Regions from separate parts of the Mus musculus genome. Here region 1 is linked to region 2. A link is a contact called in public HiChIP or PLAC-seq data. All regions are on one chromosome and are shown on one strand. Each heading gives the region's core, a stretch centred on a gene start, on an enhancer-like site or on the middle of the called end of the contact. The rest is flanking DNA. Distances are from core to core; before and after follow the strand shown.

Region 1 (7,114 bases), core at 3,605-6,104, 100 kb after region 2:
ACCAGGGTATTACTGAGGATTAACGCAGATTCACAAAGGGATTTACATATGAAAAACATACCTTATGTTAGAACTTAAAAATTGGTTTTATAATATTATACTTTCATTATGTATAAATAAATAAATAACAATTTACCTATAATATCTGGAATAATACTAAAACTCAGCAATGTTATTAAGAGTACTTTATTTTAACCTACAAAATAACAGTTAAATTGAATATTTATTTGAACAGTCACTATAAACTGAATAAATTATTCTTAATGACTGTTTTTTTTCTTTTTCTAAAAATCCTAGGCATATTCAGATTTGATAAAGAGTGGCCGACTAAAGCCAGATAATACAGATGTGGAACCGTATATGGTGGACGAACATATTTACCTTTCAGAAGTCTCCAACGGCCTTAAAAGGCATTATTACTGGGCACCGACTTATGGAGAAACTTACATGCCGTCATCTTCCGCAGGCTTTGCTCTTGTTCCTGTGGGCGAACATCTATAAGAAGCTTGAAAACAGTTTTCATACATTCATCTCAACACTTTTGGAGACTAATATTTTGTAGACTATTTTTTTCTTTTGTAAATCAGAACAAATTATTTTTATCAAAGTATAAAATTTTGTGTACTTGTTCTCGAGAAAAAGCTGATTCTTAACATAGAGACTAAAATATCAACCCTGAAACAAGCCACAGAACTATAGTAGTTCTTTTTGTAATGAAAAACGAACACAAAAACCAAAGAAAAGTAAAGTCACTACAGATATCTTAACCAAATGATATGGCAGATTTGCTTTGCAGCTGGCAAGTTTACAGTGGATTTTGAGAGAGATCAAAGTTCAGAAGTCAAAAAGTATTCCACATAGACGTTTAGACATTACAGACAGGTGCTAATAATTTCACAAAAGCAAGAAAATAAAGCTTCCTTGAACAGACAATGACTGTCTTGAGTTTAGATATCCTTTCTTCGTCTGGCTCTTCTTGATCCAATATTGATGGCGTCCCTCATGCTATTCGGTGTAGCTGTAGTCTGCTTCTCACTGCCTTGAGGCAGTGTTCCATCCTATGTTGGGTAAGAGTCTACAGGGTTCTGGAAGGAGATGGACTTTTAGGATTATACATTCAAGTCCCTCAGCAATGCAGTTTGCTTTCTCAGTCTACTCCTGTATGATATAGTAGGGCCCAAATGCTCCTATTTTCTTCCAAGAGGATGTGTAGAAGATGGCTGAAGGACCAGCAGTAAGCCTGTCTGAGCCTGCAGTGGCAGGCATGTGACCAGTCTGTGTGTGCACCTATCCTGGGCTCCTACCACCTGTGTCTCCATGGTAACACATGTCCACACTTAACTGAGGTGAGGCCAGCTTAGCAGACAACTACTGGTTCTGACAATGGTAGGGAAAGTTTGATGATACAATGTGACAGGCCATTATTTACTGCCTCAGAGGCCAGCAGAATGCTTAGATCCATTTATTCTGATGCCATTATATCATATAGTCACAGATCATATTATACTAATAATGCTTCAACTCTGAAAGCAAAATTCAGTGGCACACTTTTAAAACACTTGATGATAAAGATGAAACAGCCATGGCTGAGAAACACTTAACAAAATTCTAAACACCCTTAGTCATCGGGGAGATGCAAATGGAAATGGCTTTGGGGGTTGCATCTTACAGCAAGATCAATAAAACAAACGCAGCTCATCCTGATGAGGATGTGGGATAAGGGGAACAGCACTCCTGGCTGGTGGAAGGGCAACCTTTTCACAATTACTAGGAAATCAGTGTGATGGGACCTCAGGAGGCTGCAGATATAGCTCAAGTCCAAGTAGTAACATTTGGGCATATACCCAAAGGACTCTATATCCTACCATAGAGACATTTACTCCACCACAGACAATGAAAATACTGTATAGCTGTTAAAATTATAAAATTCCCATGAGGTAGGAAAAAAAAAAAAAACCCAAGGGATTTAACTTAGTTTCAAAAGACCAAAGGGGTGCATTTTACCTTACATGTCATGTCTGCTATTCTGGTCAACCTGACTACATCTGAAATTAACTAGAGCTCACACAGGTGGCCACACCCAGGAGGGGGTTTTCTTGACTGGCTCACTGAAGTCAGAAGACCCTCCTTAAATCTGGGCCACACCACCAAGTGGCAGCTCATATATAGGACAAGGAGGAAAGTGATTTTGCTTTGTGCCTGCTTGCCCTCATTCCTGCTGGCAACTTCATTCCTTTACTGGTATTAGAGCCTACTTTTGGGGGGATTTCAAGATAAAAATTATTGATCAAAGCTTATAAGCCACTCAAATAAATCCCCCCCCCTCTCTCTCTTCCTCTCTCTCTCTCTCCTCTCTTTCTCACACACACACACACACACACACACACACACACACACACACACAGAGTCATTCTATCACTTGTTTTTCTGGTGAACCCTGACTGATACTATGTGGATGTCAGCTTTAAAGCCTGTGATATATATGCTACAATCCACAGAACCAGAGGCTCAGTACCTAGTAGGGGACGAGTGGGGGAGGAGAGGATCTAAGGAAGGGGAAGAGAAAACACTATTTTTTTTTTTAAGATTTATTTATTTATTATATGTAAGTACACTGTAGCTGTCTTCAGACACTCCAGAAGAGGGCATCAGATTTCGTTATGGATGGTTGTGAGCCACCATGTGGTTGCTGGGATTTGAACTCGGGACCTTCAGAAGAGCAGTCGGCGCTCTTAACCACTGAGCCATCTCGCCAGCCCCGAGAAAACACTATTAAGAGAAGGAGGCAGAACATGACTGAAGTAGAGAGCTAAACAGGAAGGCGTGAGGAGAGGATCAAGAAGGTAGTATGGTGAGGGACAACCAACATTGGAGGCATTTGGAAACCCACTACTGTAGGAACTTCTAAAATATATTCCTATGTCAAAGAAATCTAAAAGCACTCCCTCAACGTGGGGCAGACAATGCTCCAGCTAGACATTTTCCACCACCAAGTGAAACCTCCAGTGCCAGGATTGGGTCACACCTAATTCAGTGTTGTCCAAAGGGCCCCATGGAGACCCTCAAACAATTCAAGCTATTGCCAAAGACTATTGATTGCTTTCCACAAACGGATGGCAAGACCTTATTGGTGAAGACAACACAGATCTCCTGGAACACAAGCCTAGCTGGTACCTGACTAGAGGTTTTAAGGTACTCTGCACAATACTTGAGGAGAAAGGTGACCAATACAGGCAAAACCTTTGATCTCCAGCAGTAGCCTGCCTGCACAGTATGGTAGTGCAATTGTGGCACAGAGTGAGGAGAAACCAATTACTCTGACTGAATTTAAGACAGTTCTCATCTTGTGAGCTGCAACTTCTTTGGGGTCAAATGACCCTTTCACAGGGGTTGCCTAAGACCATCAAAAACCACAGACTATAATTCATAACAGTAGCAAAATTGAATGAAGTAGCAACAAAATAATTGTATAATTGGGGGTCACTACAACGTGAGGAACTGTACTAAAGGATCATAGCATTGGTAAAGCTGTGAACCACTGAGTTAAGACCCACTTCATAAGATGGAATTCATTCCTGACACAACTTGAGACTAGACAGGCCACGGGCCCAAGGTAAACCCAAATTATATGTTTCTGTTAAAGAAACATAGCAATAAAATGCTTTCTAATAACATTCTACTACCACCCCATATATCAGTGCATCTTATATCACTCAGCCATAATCAGAGAAGCTGCTTCTTGAAGAAGCTGCAAACTAACACAGAGACCCACAACTGGACAATGGGATTTTGGACCACAGTCCTAAATGGGATGTCTTCATCAAGCCCACCTGTTAAGGCTCGGAGAGCCAAGTAGAAGAGGACAGAAAGATTGTAAGAGCCAGAGGGGATGGAGGACTCCAAGGGAATAGTATCCTCCAGACACAATAGGACTGAGGCACATAAGAATTCTAAGGCTGTGGTAGCACACCCAGAGCTTGCATAAGTTAAAGTCAGACAGGGTCCCGGTGGGGACAGAGGGAAAGAGATCTAGACTCCCACCCCTCACCAAGAAGCAATCTGCTATCCACATCTACTTGTGAAGGAAAAAATTAGTTTTTCCAGTGGAGTATAGCTCGATATATTCGCCACACTTCAGGATAGGCCTCGTGCCCTATGGCCAACACAGAAAGAACAGAATCGTTTGTTTGCCTGTTTGTTTTTTAAAGAGAGAAAGGGTCAGAGTTGGCTATGGGTGGGGAGGTGTAGAGGATCTGGGAGGAGCTGGGGGACCGGAAAATCTTGACCAGAATACAATGTATGCAAAGATAGATAAAGCCCTGACAAGGCTGACCTCCACAGGCTCATTTCCATACTATTGTATGAAACTGTGTCCCCTTGTCTTCAAATTTACTGGTCTAAGACGCAATCCTTTCTTAAAACACCAGCTTTCTCCAGTACTCTTGACTTTTCTCACTGACTTTCTGGCCAATTCCGCAGGACCTTTTCATTTACACCTTACTTAACACTGCAGCATTCCACAGCTCAAATTCTTGAGAATATGACCCAGCAGTCTAAGAACTGCTTTTCTGAAGTAAGTCACCTGAGGTCACCTGTATGGAATCACGTTACAAACCTGGGAGTCTAATTTCTGCCTTTCCGCCATCAACTACGGTAGGACGTGACCACACGGGCTATAAATGCGGCCCAGCGAATTCAGGCTGTGCATGCAAGTCAGCGTGGCTGCTGGGTTACACATTTCTGACTGTTACCTCATTCTTTCTCTTTAGATACTTTCTGCATTCTGCCTAGCTCCTCTTCAGTCAGCCACATGTAACTTCCCTCAGTCACTTTCTTTGTCTACCCAGGTGAACGATGAATGGCCCTTTCTCTCTCCACTACTCGACTGCTCACACTTCCTTTTTGAACTTCCTGTGAGCCACCACCCAGCATTTCTGCTTATTTTACAGCTACTGATCTCGGCTTTCTCGCCTTTCTTCAAGTGGACAGAATTATCTTTGTACATTTCCTGGCAGGCACTATGTTTATATGATAAATCCTTAAACACAGCAAATCTTTTGTCAATAAGCAGAGGCAGGGGTTGAAGAAGGCAAAAGAAGACTACATCATGTCTCGAGGGATTACTGTAGAGAGTGGTACACAGCTATAAGCCAGGACGCAGGAGTCTGAGGCAGCACGATTACTGTGAACTCCACACTTAGGCTATTTAATAAATCCAATCTGAACAGAGTGATACATAATAAAACCTGCCTCAAGTAGAAAAGAAACAAAGAAATCAATGTCCTAATATCTCCATCTCATTGTTAGTCAAAATAGTGAGTGAAAATGCAGAATTCATCTTTTTATTTGGTGGTATTTTTAATTCAATAACAGATTAAAAATCTCCAGGTAAATGATAATATATATATATATATTCCAGAACGTCATTTCAAGTGCTTCTCAAAGACAGAGCACCAAGCAGTGCTTGGGAGGCAGCTCTCAGTGTTTGGTCCATGCTGAAATCAGCTACGAGGCTTCTCTATCAAATATCTGCCCCAGCACATCTGATTCAGCACAGCAAACTGGAGTGGGCATGGGTACTCTTATTAAACTCCAATCTGACAGAAGTAAAGACAGTACAACAATTAGCCTAGGATATTTTTAAAATTAGTGTAGAGAGTTAATTACCTACTTTAACTGCTTTGACATGTGCCATTTCTGTAAGATTAAAATGTAGAGAAATGATAAACTACTTTTTCAAAGAACTGACAGACCTTCAATCTTGAAGAAGCTTTTAAAATTGTCCACTGAAATGATCCTATGGAATTTAACATGAATACTATTTAACAGCAAATTTTATTTAATATATAATTACAATTCCCTCTTTAAAAAAGCTCTAAAGTAAAATAATAATACAAAATTAGAAAATACTTTCTAAGATATTCAGCATTTTAAAGAAAGTTTGAACACCTGCTATAACACTTAAATAATTAAGAAGCTTTGCTAAAACACTGCATCATAACAGAGTAGGTAAAGAACTTACCGCAGGGATTCTCTGTGTTAGAATGACTCCCAGATTCTCATAAAGTGCACGCACGTTAGAGTGAGTAGTAACAGCATAGCATTAAAAGAATAACATTCAGTCTCTGAGCTTTCGTCACAAATAACTCTGCAAGAGCAAATGACTAAACCAGTATCAATCTAAAATAATTTTAGATACGCAAGTAATACAAATTAAAAAAAAAAACAATCTGACCTACTTCAGATTCCACTTATATGAAATAATGCTGAAAGTAACAATTTAGAAGCTTTCAGATGCTAGTTAGCAAGTTGGGGATTGAGTGGCTTGGTGCTGCTGTGTTGTTAGGGGCTGTGCTGCTCGCCTGGGGAATGCGGGAGGAGGATGTGGGGGACAGAGCCACTTTAGGTTACACAGGAGTCCTAGGCCAGTCTGGACTGTGAACTGATACACCAACAAGACTATCATTACACTCTAGGAGACTGCACACAGCACATCATGACATCATGACAGCAGCTTTTGGAATCCTGTTTAATCTTCTTGCCTTAACTTCCCAGAATACTGTGATTATAGGTATGTGCGTGCCCACCTAACTACAGCACTTTAAAAAACTGTTCATTATATGCTTGGATTAATGCAGCTGTGATTTAAACATAGCCCCTCCACTTTGGCAAACTTGTTAAAAAGGGTTGAGTCTTAATTTCTTTTTCAGTTTTGTTATATTCCAGTAAATTTTTATTGATTTTAACCAGAAAAAGATTAGCTGAACATTTTATACCTTACAAATTTTATTCAAACTCAGTATGTTCATTTAACATACACACAGATTTCTTAGCTAAATAATAAAATAAGTTTATTGTACAAAGGTGGTATTTCATACTCTCTCCAGTTAAGTTAGTCTCGCTGGTCATAATTTACCGTGAAAATGCTATAGCTTTAAGAAATGGGAAGACACCTGCAGTTTGCAAGAACTGAGGGTCCTAGTATGTCTTCTTAGTTCTGTGACTTGGAACCAAAGAGGGAGGATTATGATGGAAGAATAGTCCCAGTGAACACTGCGAGCCTGTTCTGGTGCAGTCCTGAACACGCGTGAGACCTAACTAAGTGATGGCAGAG
Region 2 (6,953 bases), core at 3,318-5,817:
GAGATTTGAGACCTTGTGACCCAGGAACCTGTCTGGAAAGCTAGTGTAGCTGCCCTAAGTAGGTACAGGGAGATCAGCACCGCGGTTGAATCATGTCTCTCCCCATCTGTAAGCTGAAATCCTAACACCTAGCATCTTAGTCTGTGGCTAAGTGTGCTTTAGTGTGTGTTGGGAGATAGTGTGTTGATTGACATGATGCAGTTAAGAGTATTGTGATGTTTAGATTTGTCTACTTGACACAACTTAGCATCACCTGGGAGGGAGTCTCCGTGAGGCCTTGTCTACATTGCGTTGGCCTGTGGGCTTGCTTCTCTGTGGGGGATTGTCTTAACTAAAGTTAATTGATGTGGAACAACTTAGCCCACTGTGGGTAATACCATTCCCTAGAACTGTAAAAGACTGTGTTTAAATATGCCTGAAATAAACTACCAGCTACTGAGTCGTGTTGAAGTGGACTTCTTTCCTCACGAGGTTGGGTCCTCTGCTGTCCATGGTGTTTCTGGAGACCTCCCCCATGGTTTTATATATCATTTCTTTTAAGTGGGAGTTCTAAAGTATAAGACCAGAGAAATTGAGCCGAGCAGAAGGAAGGAAGTACGTGGGTATCCATTCTTGTTGCTTCTGGCTGTGGATGTGACCAGGTGCTGCAAGTTCCTGCAGCCTTGACTTGCCCTCAGCGATGGATCGGAACCTGGAATTATGAGACAAATAAACCTTTCCCTCCTAAGTTGCCTTTTGTCAGGTTAGTTTATCACAACACCAGAAATTAAACTCTGACTATAAAGTTATTAGACTGGGTAGTAATGACTGATGTCTATCAAAATAAAGTTTGGAGACAGATGCATACAAGAGAACGTTGCCACCTGGCTCTGAAGAAGGGACATGCCTATACACCAATGAACACAGAAGACTGTTAGCCAACCTCTACCAGCTACAGTCCCCGGGGCACATTTCCTTCCTTCCCAGGCCACAGAAGGAACCAACCCCGATTATGAATTGTAAGCTTCTAGAAAGACACAATAAGCCCTCGTTTTATAAGCCACTGATTCGCCATACTTCGTTACAGTTGCCAAAAGTTCTCACAGCATAAGGTCCTGGGGTGCTTTATTGATAATATTAATATACCAGTTGGATAACATCTCCCATGACTGTGACAAGGCCTTTTAAATGAATATTCAGTGTCTGATCTATGTTCTGGCTCACAGACCTCCAGTCTAGTCCAAAAGATAAAATCCATTCAGTGAGAGATGTTGTCTTTAAAATTAGATAGAAAGCCACAGAAGACTTCTTCTTCTTCTTCTTCTTCTTCTTCTTCTTCTTCTTCTTCTTCTTCTTCTTCTTCTTCTTCTTCTTCTTCTTCTTCTCCTCCTCCTCCTCCTCCTCCTCCTCCTCCTCCTCCTCCTCCTCCTCCTCCTCCTCCTTCTTCTTCTTCTTCTTTCTTCTCCTTCTCCTTCTCCTTCTCCTTCTCCTTTGCTTTGCCCAGGACATCCATTGTAGAAAGGAAAATTGAACAGTACTGAGTGCTTTTGGTTAAATACTGTTCCAGAATGGTGAGGTGCTATGTGTGTGACATTCTGACATTTGGTGAGGCTATAGCTGGCTTCTCTAATAAGTGTATGTATGTAGGCGTACTGACCTGGACTTGTGTGCACATGCGGGTTTATGTGTTAAGTGCGGTTATGCATGTCATAGTGCACATGTGGAGGTCAGAGGACAACTTTCAGAAGTCATTTCTCCCTTCCACTGTGGGTTCTAGGGTCAGCTGAGGTCAGCAGGCTGGCCTTGCAAGTGAGGTGCCTACTGAGTCATTTCTCTTCTGTTGACATTTCCTCAGATATGAAATCACAGCAGAGGCTCATAGGTCCTTTCAACCTAGTTTTTGTTCTGTCTCTGGCAGAGAGCCTCTGAGGAGTATATTTCCTGGTGTGTGGTTTAGGAAGCTTGCTACTGGGTATTAGCCATTAAATACGTTTTTAATAGCCAATTTTTTTCTGCTCATTGTTCATGTCACTGTGTTACATAGGACATTGTCATACATATGTACATGTGCTGCACATTGGTCATATCCCCCCATAGATGCTCCCCTCCAGCCTTCTCCTCCCACTACTGATCTGTCTTTTTTTCTACTTTCTTGCTATATATGCTGATATGATTTCCTGTAGCTATGTAAACTCTGAGAATCCTGAGTGAGATAAAAAAAATATGCTACTATTTGTCTCTCTCTCTCTCTTTTTTTGAGACTGGCTTAACTTAATTAATACTATTATCTCTAGTTGTATTGCTTTCCTACCAGTGACATAACGTTTTCTGCATTATGGCTGGAAAACATCGGTAGTGTATATGCTCCACATTCTTGTTATCCACTCCCCTGTTGCTAGACACTGGCCGGTTCCATAACTGGGCTATTGTGGGTAAGCTACAGTGAAGGCTGATGTTCAAGTGTTCCTGGTGTGTGTTAGGTGCATGGCCAGCTGTGGCATTGTTGTGTCATATGGTAGGTCTGACTCCAGGTTTTTGAGAAAACTCCGTGCTGATTTCTGCAGTTGCCAGGCAAGTTCACATTCCCATCTGTAGCACATAAGGGTCCCTTTTTGTCAACCTCCCTGACAGCACTGGCTGCCGTTTTCTTGGTGGCTGCTATTCTGATTGAGGTGAGGTGGAATCTCAGTGTAGATCTTATTTGCATTTCTCTGACAGCTAGTGGGGTTGAATGTTTTTGGCTATTTGTATTTCATCCTATGAGAACTGTCTGTTAGTTGCATTAGTCCATTTATTCATTGTTTGTTTGTTTGTTTGTTTGTTTCTTGCTGAAAACTCTACTTTTCTTATGGATAATTTCAAACACATACTAAAGGAAACAAATTACAGCCATGAAGTGGAATGTAAAAAAATTATGTTGCTACACCAATCACAAACCCAGGTACACTCTTGTCTCTTTTATAAATCTGCCTTTGTCTCCTGACACCATGGATTATATAGAAGCAAATGCCAGTCAAAATAGCATTTCATGCAGATATTTTAGAATGAGTGTCTTATAAGTGTGATATTCATATACAAAAAGCCCCACACTATCATAAAACCATGCCAATCTAAAGTCCTCTCAACACCTCGTCAGCTTCAAATCACCCTGCTTCTCAGATTTTATTTTGTTTTACTTTTTTAAACTTATTTTTTATTAGGTATTTTCTTCATTTACATTTCAAAGCTATCCCAAAAGTCCCCCATACCCCACTCCCCACTCCCCTATCCACCCACTCCCACTTCTTGGCCCTGGCATTCCCCTGTACTGGGGCATATAAAGTTTGCAAGACCAAGGGGCCTCTCTTCCCAATGATGGACAACTAAGCCATCTTCTGATACATATGCAGCTAGAGACACTTTGTTTTACTTTTAAAGACTTATTTGTATTTATGTGTGTGTATGGCTTTGTGAATATACACAGCCATTTGCAGGGGAGAGGGTGTCAGGCGCTGCCAGAGGAGGGCGCTGTATCCTCAGAGTTGGAGTTAACAGGTGCTCGTGACCCCAGTGTGGATGCTGGGAGCTAAACTTAAGTCCCTTGCAAGAGCAGCCTATCGCTCCTAACCACTGAGCCGTCTCTCCAGCTCCTCGTATTGTTTTTAATAAAACTGGTTTGTTTGGATGAGGATCCCACAAAAATGTCTGTGATTTACCGTTGGTGTATGTTTCTTGAGTTTCTTTTAAACCCTTGTGTTTTGTTTTTTTCCTTTTCTCTTTCTTCCTCTTTTTCCTTGAAATGCAGTTAAAGCAGGTCATCTTTCCAACGAGTCTTCTGAAGTCCGATTTTACTTGTGGTAGCCCCGTGATGTTCTGAACACATGCCTCAGGCCCTTACATTTTCCCCAGACCTAGCTAATAGATTTCCGTGCTTGATCTGATTAGTTTGGATCTTACTTCATTTGAGAGACCGATATTTCAGGCTTCAGTACCCATGTCTGTGGGGAAAGAGAAACCGCTCTGGTATTCATAGCTGTCCGCATCCCCTTCTGCTGCTAACCTCTGTAAATAGCATATGTCTGGCTCTGGCTAACGCCAGAGGAGCTGGCCTTGAGTAGATGGCTTAAGGGTTAAGAGGTCCTGAGTTCAATTTCCAGCAACCACATGGTGGCTCATAGCCATTTGTAAAGGGATCTGATGCCCTCTTCTGGTGTGTCTGACGACAGCTACAGTGTACTCATGTACCTAAAATAAATAATTCTTTAAAAATTAAAAAGACAATCTCATGAACGTAGATACACTGTAAGCTTGTGCAATCCATATATGCTCTTAACCCTTAACCCTCTTTCTGGTCTCAGTCCCAGGCCACACTTTAAACAGTTGGACAGAGACAGGAGACTGCAAGTCTGGCCACTTGGGCTGATGGGAGATGGACACAGAAAGGGTATTGACAGAATTATCTCTGAAACACCAGAGGCGTTTTCCGAGTAGTTTTCACTGGCTCCTTCTGACTTAATGGCCATTGGGGAGTTAAAGGTGACTGTGACCCTGAGGAGCCTTTCTTGGGCTACTGCTTAGAGTCATGCTCTTTGATATGGAGATGGCCCTGATGGCTGGCTGTAAGTCAGGGCTGTCTCTTTTTGTTAAGGGAATGGAGCCTCATCATAGGTCAGTCTAGGAGAACAAACATTAGAGGAACTTTCTCGTTAACCCTAAACTTCAATGATATTACAGAATTGTCTTTTTTATACAGATTTCTAAAGCGCCTGGGCAATGCAACGCGGTCTCCAGTCCTGTTGGAGGCAGGACTCCTTTAGCCGCATTCTCCTTTGCGTAACTCTCTTAAGTAGACCCTTCATAGCATCAACTTTACTGCCTTAGGCTTCTATATCACCCATTCTTCTAGAGGCGGTGTGATTTAAAGGAGCTGGGTGTGTCATCCACCCATCACAAAGCCAGAGCGAGGGACATCCTGCTGAGGCCACAGCTCATCAGACCCAGTTACTTCTCAGACCACCCCCTCTCCTTCCCCACCCCTGTCTTCCAGTACCATCAGCACATATATTTGATGATTGTATTCCCAGTACCAGATACTCAGCCAATCTCAGCACAGCACACAGAAAAGTCTCATTTTCATATTAAAGAGTTGGTTCACTGATGACAAATTGATTTATTGTCAAAATTTCATTATACATTCATGTATTTTTATCTGATAGCGTTTAATTAGTCTTTGGCCATTTGAAGCTGTTTCAAATTGGGTTTTTCCCAAAGAAGCTCTTTAAAGTTCTTTTGTGGAGAAGGACACTAGATGGTCAGCTCATAGACCAGTAGGATACAAATGTTTAATTAAAAAAATTCCTAAAAGAAAACATTTTTCTTTTTGGACTGAGAATACAGATGAGTTGCAGAGAGTTCTTGCCTAGCATGTTTGAGGCCCTAAGTTCAATTCCCAACACTGTGAACTATGCATGCACATTTCACACACACACATACACACACACACACACACACACACACACACACACACATTTGAAGAATGAATCTCTTCATTATATCTACATGAATACATTTATATATTCATAAATCACAGTCTACCCTGTGACTTACTATGTTATGCACATTCTGAACTATCCCGAAAGATTTTAAGTTATGAGGTCAAGATTAAATCATGTTTTAAAAATAGCCGTTTCTTCTGAGGACACTGGGGCCTTCGCTCTCCCTCCGCAGTAGTGCAGAAAGAAAAATCTCGGCCATGGGGGGCAGCTCCACCCACCTTTGCCTGGTGAGAGGCCAGTTGTCATAAAAGGGACCAGACTGCCAGCCTCCTCTGGAGCCTGGAGCTCTCAGCTGTCTCTCCTGCCAAGAGACAGCTGAGATCCCTAAAGCATCCTGGCCCCCTACCAGCCTCTATAAACATCCGGCAACTTAGTGAGCAGGCCTGATATGAATTGCTGCTCTAAGGCCCCCTGTGGCTGGCTTCACATGTGTGGGACCAGAATATTGCCTCTCTCTGAGAAGGAAACATTTGAAATTGGACAAGTTTGACCTCTTTAAAATGAATTAAGACAGAAAGTCACCAAGAGAAGACAATTCTTCTTTCTATGTTGGTGACTGATGCTGAGGAAGAAACGAATGGGGTCAGCAAGATGGCTCAGTAAGCTAAAGCACTTGTCACCAAGCCTTCCTGGCCTGAGTTCAATTCCCAGGTCTCACATGATGAAAGGAGAGAGCTGACTCCTGCAAGTTGCCCTCTGACCTCCATACGTGAGCACCCCACCCCCCACCCCCGTGCACACACACACACACACTCTGCACAAATAAGATGAACAAAGTTCAGAGGATGACAAAGGAAGGGTCTGTGTAAGAAATCTGGTTGAGGAAAAATGTCCAGATACCACAAGATTTAGTTCCACAGAGGTAGCATATTCTTCTATGCACGTCTGTGTTCATCAATTTAGACCATCATGGAAGAGGGTGGAGGGATGACTTAAGAGCACTGGCTGTTCTTCAAGAGGACTTGGGTTGCATTCCCATCAACCATGCGGTAGTTTTGTAATTACCATTTGCAACTCCAGTCCCAGGGGATTCAATGCCCTCTTCTGGCCTCTGTGGGCCCTACATGCATGTGGCACACCAACATAATGCAGGCAGAACTCCCATCCATGTAAAATAAAAATGAAGGAAAAGAATGAGTAAAAGTGAGAGAAAATGTTAAATTGTTGTAATATCCATCTAAACTGGAACTGTTCAAAGACTCTTGAGTGGTGTTTAAGAGCATGACCATTAGATGCATTATTAGATGCATCTCAGAGTCTTGGATCTGGCCCTGAGGGACAGCTCCACCGTGCTATCTATGCAAGGTGCAAAGCCTGCTCTCCTGAGTGTCACAGCTGGTGAGGGGGAAGGGCTAGCTCATCCTAGCTCATGACCAAGTGGGCAGCTTTCCCAACTACCAAAAGTGGCAAGGTGTAGTGTTGTGGTTGGGCCTGGTGCTG

What was found. HiChIP or PLAC-seq counts read pairs in DNA pulled down with a chosen protein or histone mark.
Region 1: a contact with region 2 is called in an H3K27ac HiChIP or PLAC-seq map of embryonic stem cells, with 9 read pairs. The contact joins two enhancer-like sites. A contact is called at or near these places in 3 of 15 datasets of contacts at CTCF or cohesin (all in embryonic stem cells), 35 of 484 Hi-C or Micro-C datasets (the G1E-ER4 cell line, embryonic stem cells, induced pluripotent stem cells and 1 more), 8 of 115 datasets of contacts at active chromatin or transcription factors (all in embryonic stem cells) and 1 of 9 other capture datasets (embryonic stem cells).

Annotation. Positions count from the first base shown.
Region 1 is chr3:30,618,086-30,625,199 of GRCm38.p6, reverse strand. It overlaps Mynn (myoneurin), which reads right to left. Exons shown (of 8, transcript NM_030557.3): 8 at 5,327-7,114. It overlaps Lrrc34 (leucine rich repeat containing 34), which reads left to right. Exons shown (of 11, transcript NM_027941.1): 11 at 298-933. The coding sequence ends at 501. Among named protein-coding and RNA genes, the nearest start is that of Mynn, 20 kb to the right of the region's middle. Within about 2 kb of position 4,854, at least 31 of the 459 cell types and tissues checked have an H3K27ac peak or open chromatin away from gene starts, as enhancers often do. A contact at or near this core is called in embryonic stem cells and induced pluripotent stem cells, where this site is marked.
Region 2 is chr3:30,722,250-30,729,202 of GRCm38.p6, reverse strand. No RefSeq gene overlaps it. Among named protein-coding and RNA genes, the nearest start is that of Samd7, 21 kb to the left of the region's middle. Within about 2 kb of position 4,567, at least 15 of the 459 cell types and tissues checked have an H3K27ac peak or open chromatin away from gene starts, as enhancers often do. A contact at or near this core is called in embryonic stem cells and induced pluripotent stem cells, where this site is marked.